Linked DNA regions of Mus musculus: all the other regions are linked to region 1. The links are chromatin contacts, called in public HiChIP or PLAC-seq and promoter capture Hi-C maps. All regions are on one chromosome and are shown on one strand. The core of a region is the stretch at or near the end of the contact, and the rest is flanking DNA. Distances in the headings are between cores, read along the strand shown.

Region 1 (4,771 bases), core at 619-3,118:
GCAGAGAGCTACAGACAACCCATGTATATACTGTGAGGGACTAGCTCAATGTAGCATAGATGGCATTTAAACACTTACTAATATACTTGCCTTGATCAGCCCTAATTCTTCACCTCCAAGCATGCATGTATTAAACACATAGCTGAAATACTATTATTATTTTAGAAAGAAGTAGCTGGTTGTTCAGTGTGAATATTTAGTGATCAAGGAAAATGATAAATGAGAAAATGTTAAGTTGGAAAAAGTCACAAATTAATATTAGAATACTACCCCATTAATTATATGTGTATTTATATACACAAAAGGAGAGAATTGACTCCCAGAATTTGACCTCTGATCCCTACACACATTCCATGGTATGTGTAAACCCACATGCACACATACAATAATATGTAAAAAAAAAAAAAAACACTTTTAAATATACAAATTAGGAAGAAAAACAAAATGCTACTAGAGGTCATAGGGTTCTGAGCATTCCTACAGGGCATTTATATTCTCAACTTTATCCTCTTTTCTGTGTTCCAACCTTTCTAGTTTTCCTCTTTACACACTCATACACACACGCACACGCAACCACACTACAGTCTATCCAAATGCACACTCGTTACAGTTTACCAGGCCTTGTCTATGCCTGTCTGATATTCTGCATCTCTCATTTCTCATCAAGAGGACCTAAATTTGGACTCCAGCACGCAGTAGAGTGCTTCTGTAATCCCAACTCCAGGTGATATGGGAGACAGAGACAGTAAAACCCTAAGAAGCCATAGGGCTGAATGGCCTGGAACAGGCAGCACAGCAGCAAAAATGAAAAGACACAAAGACATCCTATCTCAAACACGGTGGGAGGCAAGGGCCCACACCTGTGTCCTCTGTCCTGTACAAGCCTGTGTGTATCCGTTTGCCTGCACTCACAATAACACGAACGCACAGACAAAAATTTTTAAAAACCAAAAACCAAACCAAAGCAAACCAAAACAAAAAAACCCCAGAAAACAAAACTATATGCCTAGTAAAGTCACAGCCTCTTTGTCTGTGTGAGTGCCCTCGGACGTTCATGCCAGGTAAACAGCAAGCATCTCCCTCCCAGTTTACCCTGGTTAAGGGATGCACGGTTGCATTTAAAATTGTTTAAAGACAGAAAGAGTCCTTAGAAATATCTAGTCCTCTAAGGTTACTGTGACTTTAAATGGAAACCAGGCCACTCACAGTGCACCTGAAACTTTTAAAACTGCCGGGATTCGATTACAACATCAGGGTTTAAGGGATTGCGATTCAACTGTGGAGTGGGAACAAACTTGAAGAGACTTCAGTCAGACCGTCTACGCACCGCCTCAGCTATGGGAAAGAACAAACAGGGTTTCGGGTAGGGACAGGGCTCTGCACCCTTCACTGGAGTCATGCGACACCTATCACGGAAAGCGCACAATGGGCCCGGTCAGAAACCTCAGACCGGATCTGTTCACAACCCTAGAGAGACCGCGAGGTGTGACACAATCAAGGCTACCGGGCACCTTCCCCGAAGTGTCAATCAGAGCAGCCCGACACCCCGGGATCCCATGGTCAGTCAGAGACGGCCCTGCTCCAGGCCTGACGCAAATCCAGAGCCGGCCGACATCCCCCTGCCTCCGCCGGCTTTCACACCCTTGCGGATCTCCAGCCCTGACCAGTGCTTCCGTGGCTCTTTCCCTGTCGCGGGGGGGGAGCATCCCCAGCGGGCCCACCACACGGACTGCGCCCCTCCCCACTCACCGGCCGCCCACGCGGCGTCCTCGGGGACCGCGGGAGCGGGGAGAACCAGGCCCGCGGCGCTAAGGCGGACTGGATACACGACCGGGGCGTGGCGCCTTGGCCGACAGGAGGCGTCAACGACCGGGAGGGGCGGGGCCTTCCGGCTGTCACTCGGCGTGGGGGGCGGGATCACCGTGAAAGGGGCGGTGCCTTAACAGTTGTAAGTCCCGAGGAAGGGGGGCGGAGGTGTCAGAGTGAAGCTTCACTGGCTGACCCTCGGGAGAGGGGTGGGGCCGCGACGGAAGGGGCGGGGCCATGAAGGTTCTCATTTTGGTGGGATGTGGTGGTGCTGCATGGGCGTGGCCTCATCAGCTGTCGTTGTAGAGAGACATGTTAAAGGCGGGGCTGTGGCGAGTGGGGTGGGGCTTGGGTTGCTGTCACTCACGGCAGAAAGGGAGCCTCATCCGGAGGGGTGGGGCCTCGCTAGCGGTCCTCGTGGTGGTATGGGTGCGGGCTGGGTCTTGGCTTTGCTGGGTAGGGAATGGAAGGGAAAGGATAAGGCTCCTTACGCTTTCCTTTTCTTAATCTCTTAGACCAGAATCCAGACACCTGCCCACCTCTACCCTCTACCGTCTAGCCTCCACCCTCCACACCCTTCCAGTTTTTGCCTTCCTCCAGGGGACAAGGCCTTCACCCCAACCCCTGGGGGTGTTCCGGTTTGGAGGTTGTCCTCCTAGCCCCCTCTCTGCCTTAAGGAGCAATTCTTGGCTGGTTTTCAGCAGAATTCTGAAGCTCTCTTCTCTCTGAAAACCAAGGCAAATCTTTCAGAACTTTAACAATTAGAGTCAATTGACGACTCAGGAGACTTGTGGGTTTCAGTTGGAGAGTTCCAATTTTCTCAGCCCCTGAACTTACATTCATCCTTGCATATAACTTCATTCTTTGGTATCTGATTGGAAATGTTTGAAATTTTTTGAAAAACAATCATTTTAATGGAATATCTATTAAATCCTTTTTGCTCAGATAGTCTTTATACTGGAGATTAAACCCAGGGCCTTGTGCATCCTAGGGAAGAGATTATCCCAGCCCTCTTGGGAGTAATCTTATCACAGCTGAATTAACAAAATTTAGTTAAGCTGTGTTGGTGGCCCACACTTTTGTAGTCTCAGATACTCAGCAGACTGAGGCTGGAAGATCACTTGAACTGAGGAACTAGAGACCAGCCTGAGCAATGTAGTGAATCTCCATCTCAAAGCAAAGTACAAGATGTGAGCCTGAGTCATGGTGCCATGCCACTTAGTTTTTGTGAACCTGACACACCAATAGTTGCCTGAGAGGAAATCACATTAAGGAACAGCCTCCATCAGACTGGCCTTTGAGCTTGTGTGTTGGGGGGGAGGGGGGGTAGGGAGGAGCATTCTCTTGATGATGTGGGAGGGCCCAGCACACTATGGGTGGTACCATCCTAAGAGGGTGGAACCTGGCTGTTTAAAAGAGCAGGCAGTAAGCAGCAGTATTCTTCTGTAGTCTTTGCTTCAAGTTCTGTCTCCAGGACCCTGCCTTGAGCTCTTGACCTGGCTTACCTTAATGATGGACTATAAGTCAAATAAGCCCTTTCCTTCCCACGTTAGTTCTGGTCTAAATTTTATTGGAGCAACCAAAGAAGCAGGCTAGGACAGGCATGTCTTAGTTATTCTTTGCTATGTAACAACCCCCTTTGCAAGGCTCCATGCTCTCATGTTCCCAAGAGTCCTTCTTTCCAGTTGCTTCCTCTAGAACAGTGGTCCTCAACCTGTGGGTTGTGGACCCTTTGGAGGGCTCCAATGACGTTTCACAGGGGTCACCTAAAACCATTGGAAAACATGGATATTTATATTATGGTTCATAACAGTAGCAAAGTCACAGTTATGAAGTAGCAATAAAATAGTTTCATGGTTGGGGTCACCAGAGCAGAGGGGCTGTGTTAAAAGGTTGCAGCACTAAGAAGGTTGAGAATCACTGCTCTAAAAGGACAGTTTTTCTCTCCCTGTCTTAGGCGCCAGCTTCCTGAATAAACTAATCTCAGGAAAGCAGTCGGTACTTCACCTCGCTTTATCTTGCTCACTGTGGTTGGAGTTGTTTCCTGATCATTTCTGATTGTTAGCTCTCATTTCAGCCAGGCTTCAGATCAAGAGAAAAAGGAAAAAGGTATCAGAGAGAAAGGAAAAAGACAAAACGACAAAACCAAGAGGAAGCTCACTACCCTGCACTGATCTCTCTTCAACTTTGGGGTTCCCCGTCCAGTCCACTGCTGCCATTTACTTCATTGCTGGTATATTTTGTCAGATGTTTTAACAATAAGAGTGAGACACAGGGCGTAGTGGGCTTCCTCCAGTTTGATCAGAAATGGAACCTATTTATCCAATTAAAGAAGGTTTTAGGGGCTGAGAAGACCTCAGCTGGTGAGGTGTTTGTGGTAGGACTTGAGTTAATCCCCTTCACCACAGGAAAAGATGGGAGTGTAGCACCTGCTTGTAACCTCAGCACAGGCAAGGCAGCACATGTATGATACCTCAGCACAGGGGAGGCAGCACATGTATGTAACCTCAGCACAGGGGAGGCAGCACATGTATGTAACCTCAGCACAGGGGAAGCAGCACATGTATGTAACCTCAGCACAGGGGAGGCAGCACATGTATGTAACCTCAGCACAGGGGAGGCAGCACATGTATGTAACCTCAGCACAGGGGAGGCAGCACATGTATGTAACCTCAGCACAGGGGAAGCAGCACATGTATGTAACCTCAGCACAGGGGAGGCAGCACATGTATGTAACCTCAGCACAGGGGAGGCAGCACATGTATGTAACCTCAGCACAGGGGAGGCAGCACATGTATGTAACCTCAGCACAGGCGAGGCAGAGACAGAAGGACCCTGGGGTTTGCCAGACAGTCAAGAAATTCCAGGTTCAATGAGAGCCTGTCTCAAAAAATAAGAAAAGGTGAGTGATGTTGACCTCTGGCCTCCACAAGCACACACACAAACACACACACACACACACACA
Region 2 (4,568 bases), core at 667-3,166, 590 kb before region 1:
TGTACAGACTTGCCACGATTCCCTAAGCAATGTAATATGCAGCAACCACACACACAGCACACTATGTAGATGTTCTAATTAATGCAGATATTGTCCGAGGCACACGGGGAATATGCACAGATTTCTATAAACACGAAGCCACTGTATGCAATGGGTTGAGCCCAATCTCCCAAGGATGCAGAGGGACTAAGACCTTCGTATGGATAATGCTACTAAGTGCTCAGAGCTTCCTTGGACCCACTTCGCAGGTGAGGAAAACTAAGGATCAGGAGGTAGAAGCAGACTTCAGTCTCCCAGTTCCATACTCTTTCCACAGTATGTGGACCTCAAAACCAAACCTCCGAGTTCTCAGCTATTGTCTCTCTAAAGACGCCCTCTCCACCGCAGAACTGCCAACACCTAACCAGAGGCAGTGTGGGTCTCAAACCTGTAATCCCAGCACCAGAGAACTTGGGCTATAGTGAGACTATGTTTAAAAACAAAAACAATCTCTAATCAGAGACTTGCTGGTAGAGGAAGGGTCCCTACAAGTGCCCCTTGAAATGCAGAGTGTGGTGGCTTAAGCTCATAATATCAGCACTTGGGGGGTGGGGTGGAGGCAGGAAGGTCAGGAGTTCAAAGTCACCCCCAGGCGAGTGGCATGTTAAAGGGCAGTTTAGGCTGCAGGACAGCCTGCCTAAAACAGAACCAAGTGGTGAGTAAACTGCTGGAGTTAAAGCTCAGAGGCACACACCGTTAATCCCAGGATTTAGAAGAGGCAGGCAGACCCAGGCCAGCATGGCCTACACAGTAAGTTTCATACCAGCCAGGACTACAGAGTGAGACCCTCTCTAAAATAAAATAAAACCACCTCTCCTTACCTAGTGTATTATACTCTAAAGTCAGTTGTCTTGTCTGGCTATGCACTGCCTCTATCTCTGCCACCTGAGTGCTGGGATTAAAGATGTGCACCATCACCCCAGCCTTGATCTGAAATTCTTTATGAGACCTCAAGATGTCCTCTCTGTTGTCCACTAAACATTTACGAGGCATCTCTAGGGACCTGTCTACAACTGTCTTCCTGAGAAAGCTGCGGTGCGAATGAATCCTGTATATCAGTGTCAGGCTATGCAAAGCTGTCCCCGTTCTCATTTCCCTGACAAGTTCTTTACCTGAATAAACTCTCTGTGTAGACTTTTACAGACACGTTGCTCTAGCATTGGCTCTGCACTGAGGGTTGCTTTAGTTTCTCTGATCTTGTCACCCGCTACACCAACCGAGCTGGGCATGGAGGCCATACACCTGTGATCCCAGAACTTGCGGGGCGGGGAGTGGAGGCAGGAGGATCCCAAGCTCAAGGCCAAACTCGAGTTACATGGGGCTCCGTTTCACAAGACCGCAAACTGTAACGGCACCTTTCATCAGAGGTAACTCAGTTCCTTCCCTGGATTTGGCTTTTTGCAAGCTTGACCCCCGCTCTGCTCTGCAGGTTCTTTGTCCCGGCTTATCCAAGTCCAGGAAAGTTGGTGTAGGGGTGACCAGGCCTTGAAGAAGCCAAGTTCTGCTAGACCAGCAGACTAAGGAAAGTTTGCTCTCAAAAGAAGCAAGTGACAGGACTAGAGTTCAGTCTACATAAAGGGAACCACCGCCCCGCCCTCCCGAGACACGCCCCGGCCCCGCCCCGGGCAGCAGGCACAGCGGGCAGCGCATCCCAGCCGGTACGCACCGTGCAGGGGGCCGGGCCTCGGCGGAGTCCCACCGGCCCGGGCTGCAGCCCGGTGGCCTAGACCCCGACCCCACCTCTCCACGCCCGCCTGGCCCGCTAACCTCACCTCGCCCCCGCGGCCGACCTCCGCCTCGGCCACCGCAGCCCACCCCGGCGGCCGGCGGGGTGCAGGTTACCCGCGGCCCGGCTGTAGGAGGCAGGATGTGGTGCTCATGCGCACACCGTGAGCTCCCATTCGCTGCTGCTAAGCGACGCCAAACAGACCAATCGTGGGGCGTCTCTGCTGTCCAGTTGTTCAGACCCGGGAATTGAGTGAATCTACCAGGGCTGGCCCGGGTTTGCTCCCCTCAGCCCGCGTCTCTTCCGCAGGTCCCCAGGCCCACGTGCGAGTCTCACCTCGAGCGGTGAGAAGAGGCTCCGACGTCCCCACGATGCCTGGCCTGGAGCGGACAGGGCTGTTCTCCAGAGGCGTCTAGGCCCCGTGTGACTGGAGTGACACTCCCTGGGCGTGGGTTCTTGCAGGCTACGCAGCTGGGCAAGAGGCCCGAGATAGAGGATCCGAAGAGCACAGCCTTCTGCCAGCCTGGAGGAGGTGCCAAAGTCCGATCCCTGAGCCACACACACCTCGCTATGAGGCTGGAGGGAGATTGGGTAGCACAGTTAGGCCCTTACTGTTTTGACAAGTGCTGAGCACCGCTGTTTGCCGCGCACTGCGTACACAGGAAGTGTGAACACAGAAACCAAATCAAGAGAAGGGGGTAGGGCACCAGGCAGGAATTCTGGTGTTTAAACACGAGTTATGCTTCACAGAAGCATGGGTTCCAAAGAGAATTTACAGGAACAGTTGTCTTGGAGTTGGGGCTCAGGAAAAGCTTCTCCAAGTCTCAGGCCATTGGGCAAGGGAGAGTTTGTGTGTTTCAGAGACATTTGCTTGTGCACAGAACTCTGTGGGGCTGAGGATGTATCTCTGTTGATAGAATAACTGAACTACAAAACCCCGGGTCAGGCCTGTCACCCTCTTCATACATCAGAACTCCAGGCTTTCCTTGGAACGTCCCGGCTCTGGTTCTCAGGACCTCAGCTTCTCACTAATGTTACATCATCAGCTTCACGGATACTTCATTTTTATCCCTTGAGACAGGGTCTTGTGTATCCCAAGCTGACCTTGAATTCACTGTGTAGCAGGCTGACTCTGAAGGCTATCCTACAAACTCCATTTGCTGGGCGCTGGGATTACCGATGTGTGTGTGCTTCCACAGCAAGGTTGTGTGGCTCTGGAGCTCAACCCCAGGGCTTCCTGCCTTCTAGACAAGAGCACTACCCACTGGGCCACATCCCCAGTCCCAGCTCCCCTGATTCTGAGGCCAAGTGCAAGTCAGTGAACCCCAGAACTGGCTCCCCTGGTTCTCAGCCTCTGTCACCACATGAGCATGTTCCCCTCATAAACCACCATATAGTCAGAGAGAGCCTATCCATTCCATCTCTGCGGAGAAGCCTACAGTGGGTGCCAACCTAGCAGCTGGATAGACACGGTACATGGAGAGACCTGAGCTGAGTGAAGACTTCTAAACGACACTTCTCTGGTGGGTGGAAATGGAAGCAGGGCTTATGTAACCACAGACAAATTACAAAACGAACACAGGAAGACTTGTGACAGCCTAAGATAGCCTTTGGGCATTATTGTGTTCTGGTATTCAAGTCATGCCATGGTTCCCTCCCACACCAAGTCAGGGCTTGTCTGTAACAAGTCCCAACAAGGCTAGTTCATAACATTCACAAAGGAGAAAAACATGAAGGAGACCAACACCCTGTCCACTGTGTGCTCTGTCTACATAGAGGATATTTGGTATTAGACCTAGAAAACTCTAGATTTAGCAGTTGTGATGGTTTGTATATGCTCGACCCAGGAAGTGGCACTATTAGAAGGTGTGGCCCTGTGGGTGTGGGCTTTAAGATCCTCATCCTAGCTGCCTGGAAGCCAGTATTCTGCTAACAGCCTTCAGACGAAAATGTAAAACTCTCACCTCCTCCTGCACCATGCCTGCCTGGATGCTGCCATGTTCCGGCCTTGATGATAATGGACTGAACCTCTGAACCGGTAAGCCAACCTCAATTAAATGTTGTCCTTTATAAGACTTGCCTTTGCCATGGTGTCTGTTCACAGCAGTAAACCCCTAACTAAGACAGGAGTGTAGTGCCTCACACCTGTTATCAGTATTCACACCAGTATTCACACCAGTGTTCAGGAGGCTGGTAGAGGAGCCTTGCCATGGATCTGCGGCTACCCTGGGCGAAATAGTGAATCCTAGGCAAGCTTGAACAGAGACCCTATTTTAAAACAACAACAACAACAACAAAAACCAAGAGGACTGGAGAATTGGCTCAGGAATTCAGATCACCTTGTTCCTCTTGCAGAGGACCCGGGCTTTACTGTGTATGCTCACACAGTGGCTCACAAACATCTGTAAGTCCTAGATGACTTGACATCCTCCCCTGATAGCCACAGGCACCAGACAGGCACGTGGTGCACATACACATATGCAGGCAAAACATTCATCCACATACATCTAAACAAAATGTTTATAAAGCAAAAATACATCTAAACACAATGTTTATAAAGCAAAAATAAAGAACTTCAGGCTGGCATGTGGTGCCAGTGAGGGGATGTTTTCGAAGCATGCATGCATGGGAGTGTTTGTGGAGCATGCATGAGTGAAGCGTCGACCGACTTCTGTCCCCAGCACCGCAACCACATCTGGAGCCTCAGCACTCAAAAGATACAGATGGGAGAATCAGAAGCACAAGGTCATCGTTTGAGAGACACTGTCTTAAAACCAAAATAAATGAACAAGATCTTTTTTAA
Region 3 (4,637 bases), core at 677-3,176, 630 kb after region 1:
TAGGCAAAAAATAAAACATCACTGTACAACAGAAAGTTCACACAGATGAAAATTACCATGAGTGTGTGGGGTTCACAAAGGAATTCTTATGGACTTCAAGACTTCATCAATAACAAAAGTTCATACTGTGGGAGAATTATTTGGGCTGCAAATATGAGTCCATTGAGTCCCAAACAGAGATTCGGGAAATCTAGGTAGGGCTAGGCATATGCATTAGTATAAGAGTGCTTACCAGCATACACGAGATCCTGGGTGTGATGGTCTGAATATGCCCGGCACTATTAGAAGGTGTGGCCCTGTTGGAATAGGTGTGTCACTGAGGGTGTGGGTTATAAGACCCTCATCCTAGCTGCCTGGAATCCAGTATTCTGTTAGCAGCCTTCAGAAGATGTAGAACTCTCAGCTCCTCCTGTACCATGCCTGCATGGATGCTGCCATGTCCCTGCCTTAATGATAATGGACTGAACCTCTGAACCTGTAAGTCAGCCCCAATTAAATGTTGTCCTTATAAGAGTTGCCTTGGTCATGATATCTGTTCACAGCAGAAATGTCCTAACTAAGACACTGGATTTGAACCCAGAACAGTAAAAAAGAAAAATACAGTCATATGTGAAACAGCACACAATCACAGTGAAGTAACTGTTGAATATGACCCCCTAGGTCTTAATAGGGAAAACTCATGACCGCTCTGACAGACAAGTTGAAGAAACTTCACCTAGGTTTCTAAAGTCTAGAAAAACAATCTCAATTCTAATTAAAAGATAGTTTGTACCAAATCATTTATTGTGACTCTGGAAAGAGGCTCTGGAGCACTTTAAGACTGAAGAAACTGAGTTTGTCTCATAAAGGGTAATGGTGAGGTTGTAAATGATAGCAAAATAAGTTTTTTAATTTAAAAACTGGTCATTGTTTCTAAACATGTACATCATACATTTTCTTAACATGGTGTAGGTGCTACAGAAAACCTATATAATAGTGTAATCCAGAGTTGTGATCCAGTTCTGCTGCCTGAGAACAACCTGTGAAGAGCACTGGATTTAGGCTCAGAAGACATGGGTTTGGAGTCTGGATCTCCCCTATACTATGTGATGTCATTTATGGCCTCAAACTCTTAGTGCCCCAGCCCCAGCCTCTTGAGAGCTGGGATCACAGATGTGAGCCACCAGTCCTTGGCATGATACTGTGTAATCATTTAAGATTTACCCAATGAGGAACCCGAGTAAAGGGCGCTGCCTTCCTCTGGGTTTATCATTTCAAACACACAAAACCAAAGAGCGGTAACTGGAGTATTGTGAAACTCATTTGGGGGGCATCTCTGCCTGAAATGTTTGTGAGTTTTGTTATTGTTAGGTTTGATTTTTGTTTTGAGGACCCGGTCTCTCTATGTAGCCCTGGCTAAGCTGGAACTCACTATGTAGATCAGGCCAACCTCCAGTGCACAGAGATCCACAAGATTATGGTATGGCTCTGTGTGCTGGTGTGCACCACCACTTCTAACGGTTTTGAAATCTTTTGAGACAGTTAAGTACATCTGAATATGAATAGTTGTTAATTTTTCTTATTGGCAATGATGGTGGTGTACTTGGAATAAAGAGTTTTACTGTTTATAATTTCCAAAATTGACCTTAATTATATATGAGAATTAAGGCAAATATTGTCGAGATGAAGGATAGGGGTATCCTCTGTACCATCCATCAACCTTTCTGTACCATTTGATATTTTGAAGATAAAAATGCTGAGGGAATTTTCTAAGATCGTCAGCTCTGGTAGGTAGGGGCTCGGCTTGGGAGAGTGCCGCTGCCTGGCGGGCTAAAGCCCTGCCCGCCCTGGGCACCGAGGTGTACGACCCCCGTCGATTCCTAGAGAGGCCGGCCTGCCTGGGGAGCCGGAAGCCCGGCGCAAGGCACTTCCTGTCCGGTCATTGTTCTCAGCCCCGTTGCTGCCGAGAGACTCTGGAGTCTCATCCGCGAAGCGGCACCGGCCCGGTTGGGCCTTCGTGGCGAGCCGGTCGCAGCGGGCGGCGAGGGGCGCGGGACTGTTCTCCACCGACCATCGCGGGGCCGGGAGGTAGCTCGGGGTGTCCGGGCCGGGCGGCGAGCCTGCTGGTCGGGATGGAGGAGGGCGGCCTGTGCAGATGTCTCGGGCCTGCTGGGGCCAGGGGCCCGACAGTCTGGCCAGGAGACTCAGGCACGTGGTGAGACGAGTCTCAGAGGCTCTCCTGCCAGAATAACCCGCCAGAATTACTCTTTGAGGCCGTGGTGAAAAGCGTGGCATTACTTAGGAATTTAAGTTTGCACAGTGAAGATGATGTTGGAAAATGAATATGAGTACCCTGAAGCAGCAGCAGAATAAGGCAATTTAGTAAACATTAGCACCGGTTTCTAGTAAAAGAACCAAAGAGGGATAGAAGCACAAACCTCAAACTCCTTATATACAGCTAAAATAGATTGTTTGGCTTTATTTAAAATAAAACAAAACCCCTGTCGGCTTATCTGAAATAAAGAAGTCCCGTTAATTAGTAGTCGTGTGCCTGGCTTTAGATGCTGTTTTAGAAAGCCGTTTGGCAATAAATATAAACCCTTAAGCTAGTGATCACGCAGTTCCTTCTAAAGGAGTAATGCAGCTGGTCAAAGGAATTCTTCGTACAGGAAACTATTACTAAAATAAGCAATAAAGCCCACGTTTGCTAAAGAAAAGATTGTAAATTTAAAATCTTTTTGAATTGTGTGTCAGAATTGTGTGTGTGTGTGTGTGTGTTCTGTAGCTAGCGTATATTGAAAGACAAGACTTGTAAAACACTCATTGAGTCAAGAACTGGTTGTGGCTCAGTGGTAGAGCATTTGTCTAGTATACATTAGGCCTTTGTATGGATTCCCAGCACGGTAGAAACAAGCAAAACCACCAGTCCAGAAGGGTGAACCCTGTGCAAGTGCAGCCTGAAGGTGCACACACTGGGGACTGGGTAGGGTATCACCCAATTTGTGTATGTATATGTTTATGCGAAAGTATGTATAGGTCAGTTTTATGTGTTTATTGACAATTATAGAGTATTTGTGCAACAATTAAAAATAAGGATAAACAAGGTCAACATGAGTAATTTTGTTTTACAACCAAAATTTAGTCTTATCAAATATTTGGAAGATGTGGGAACTACAAAAATGAAACAGACAAAAAGAACCTCAAAAGTACTTGTAGTTATACTCTCTGAAATAATCATTCTTTTCTCCTTGGTAGTGAATCTCTCTAAGATCCCCTTTTTAAAAATCCGTCTAGCTGGGCAGTAGTAGTACACCTCAGCACTTGGGAGGCAGAGGCAGGCAGATCTCTTGAGTTCAAGGCCAGCCTGGTCTATAGAGTGAGTTCCAGGAAAACCAAGGCTATACAAAGAACCTCTGTCTCAAGGAAACAAGAAAACAAAACAAAATCAGTTCCCATAGTAAAAAAAAAACTGTAAGTAAAATAATAATTATCACTGGATTGGAACTTTTCCTTACTCTTTTTCTATATAATAGTTTTTACAGTTAAAATGTTAATTCATTCTTTCCTTCCTTCCTTCCTTCCTTCCTTCCTTCCTTCCTTCCTTTTTCTTTCTGAGTCTCAGTATGCAGCACTGGGTGGTCTGTGTAGACACAAGTGCTGGGATTAAAGGTGTATACTACCAGGCAAGATATTATTTTGTATCAGAAATAAAAAGTGATTTATACATCTATTTTTGTTATTTATAGTCAGCCCCTATCATTTGAAGGAGAATGAAACATTACTGTTTTACTGTGACCACCAACCAAGGACTAGTAACCAGTGGCTGTGTGTTATCCTTGCTAGATTAGCTGTTAACTCTCTTTTTCTGGTGTTGCAGTGAATAGCTCATCTTGGCTCTGGAGACTTGAAGGTTAGATGGAGCTTGACCGATGTTGGGTATCCCTCAGCTATCAAGGATCCTGCATTGAACAGAGAAGATGACTACAGAATTGAAAGAGACCATGGGCAGAGCCTCTTGGGACCCAGAGAAGGTGAAAATGGAAGAAGATGATGAAAGTGTCATAAGTCAGGCATCCAGCCAACAAGTGTACTATGAGAACGACAAGGACTGTGCCCCAGGGGAGGGTCCTTATGGAAGCATCAGTGTATCAGAAGATGAGGAAAAGGTAAATGATGATCTTGGAGAGAAGAGAAATGCAGACCCCAAATAGTGTCACAGGTCCTCTGCTGCCAGACCCAGACTCCATTTTCCTGATTAGGGCTCTGACCTTTATTCCTTTGCAGTATAGTGAGACTTTGCCTTCTGAATGATGTGCTGGTTGTTCTGTAGGTCTGCAGCTTCCAACCATCGATACATAGAACTTGATCGTGACAGTATCTTGGTGCCCACATTATACTCTTATTCTAATCAAACCAGATTCTGGGAATAAGACCTGGGTTTCTGTGTTTTTACAAATACATTTGGTGACTCCATCCAGTTCCTTATCATAGTTAGTGTCTGTCCTCTGAGGTGTTGATGCAAGTGTAATTGGGTGTACGAGGTCTGGGATGTTGCTGCAGATACTGCTCATCTATAGGCAAATAGTTCAGCTCAGCCTGGCCTGAGTTCCTGAGTCTCCTGCCTTCACTACCCATGTACTGGTATTAAGGGCATGCAT

The links. Promoter capture Hi-C pulls out the DNA fragments that hold promoters and counts their contacts. HiChIP or PLAC-seq counts read pairs in DNA pulled down with a chosen protein or histone mark.
Region 2: a contact with region 1 is called in an H3K4me3 HiChIP or PLAC-seq map of bone marrow-derived macrophages, with 3 times the contacts expected there. The contact joins the promoter of Sec22c here to the promoter of Ano10 in region 1. A contact is called at or near these places in 1 of 39 promoter capture datasets (pre-B cells), 2 of 115 datasets of contacts at active chromatin or transcription factors (bone marrow-derived macrophages and large pre-B cells) and 2 of 9 other capture datasets (adipose tissue and liver).
Region 3: a contact with region 1 is called in a promoter capture Hi-C map of neural stem cells. The contact joins the promoter of Zfp105 here to the promoter of Ano10 in region 1. A contact is called at or near these places in 1 of 39 promoter capture datasets (neural stem cells) and 2 of 115 datasets of contacts at active chromatin or transcription factors (bone marrow-derived macrophages and embryonic stem cells).

Annotation. Positions count from the first base shown.
Region 1 is chr9:122,292,555-122,297,325 of GRCm38.p6, forward strand. Ano10 (anoctamin 10) reads right to left here and starts at 1,869. Exons shown (of 13, transcript NM_133979.3): 1 at 1,750-1,869. Gm26797 (predicted gene, 26797) reads right to left here. Exons shown (of 5, transcript NR_168548.1): 4 at 3,814-3,888; 5 at 3,356-3,572.
Region 2 is chr9:121,703,113-121,707,680 of GRCm38.p6, forward strand. Sec22c (SEC22 homolog C, vesicle trafficking protein) reads right to left here and starts at 1,917. Exons shown (of 7, transcript NM_001164562.1): 1 at 1,812-1,917.
Region 3 is chr9:122,921,152-122,925,788 of GRCm38.p6, forward strand. It overlaps Zfp105 (zinc finger protein 105), which reads left to right and starts at 1,927. Exons shown (of 4, transcript NM_009544.2): 1 at 1,927-2,067; 2 at 3,857-4,145. The coding sequence starts at 3,957.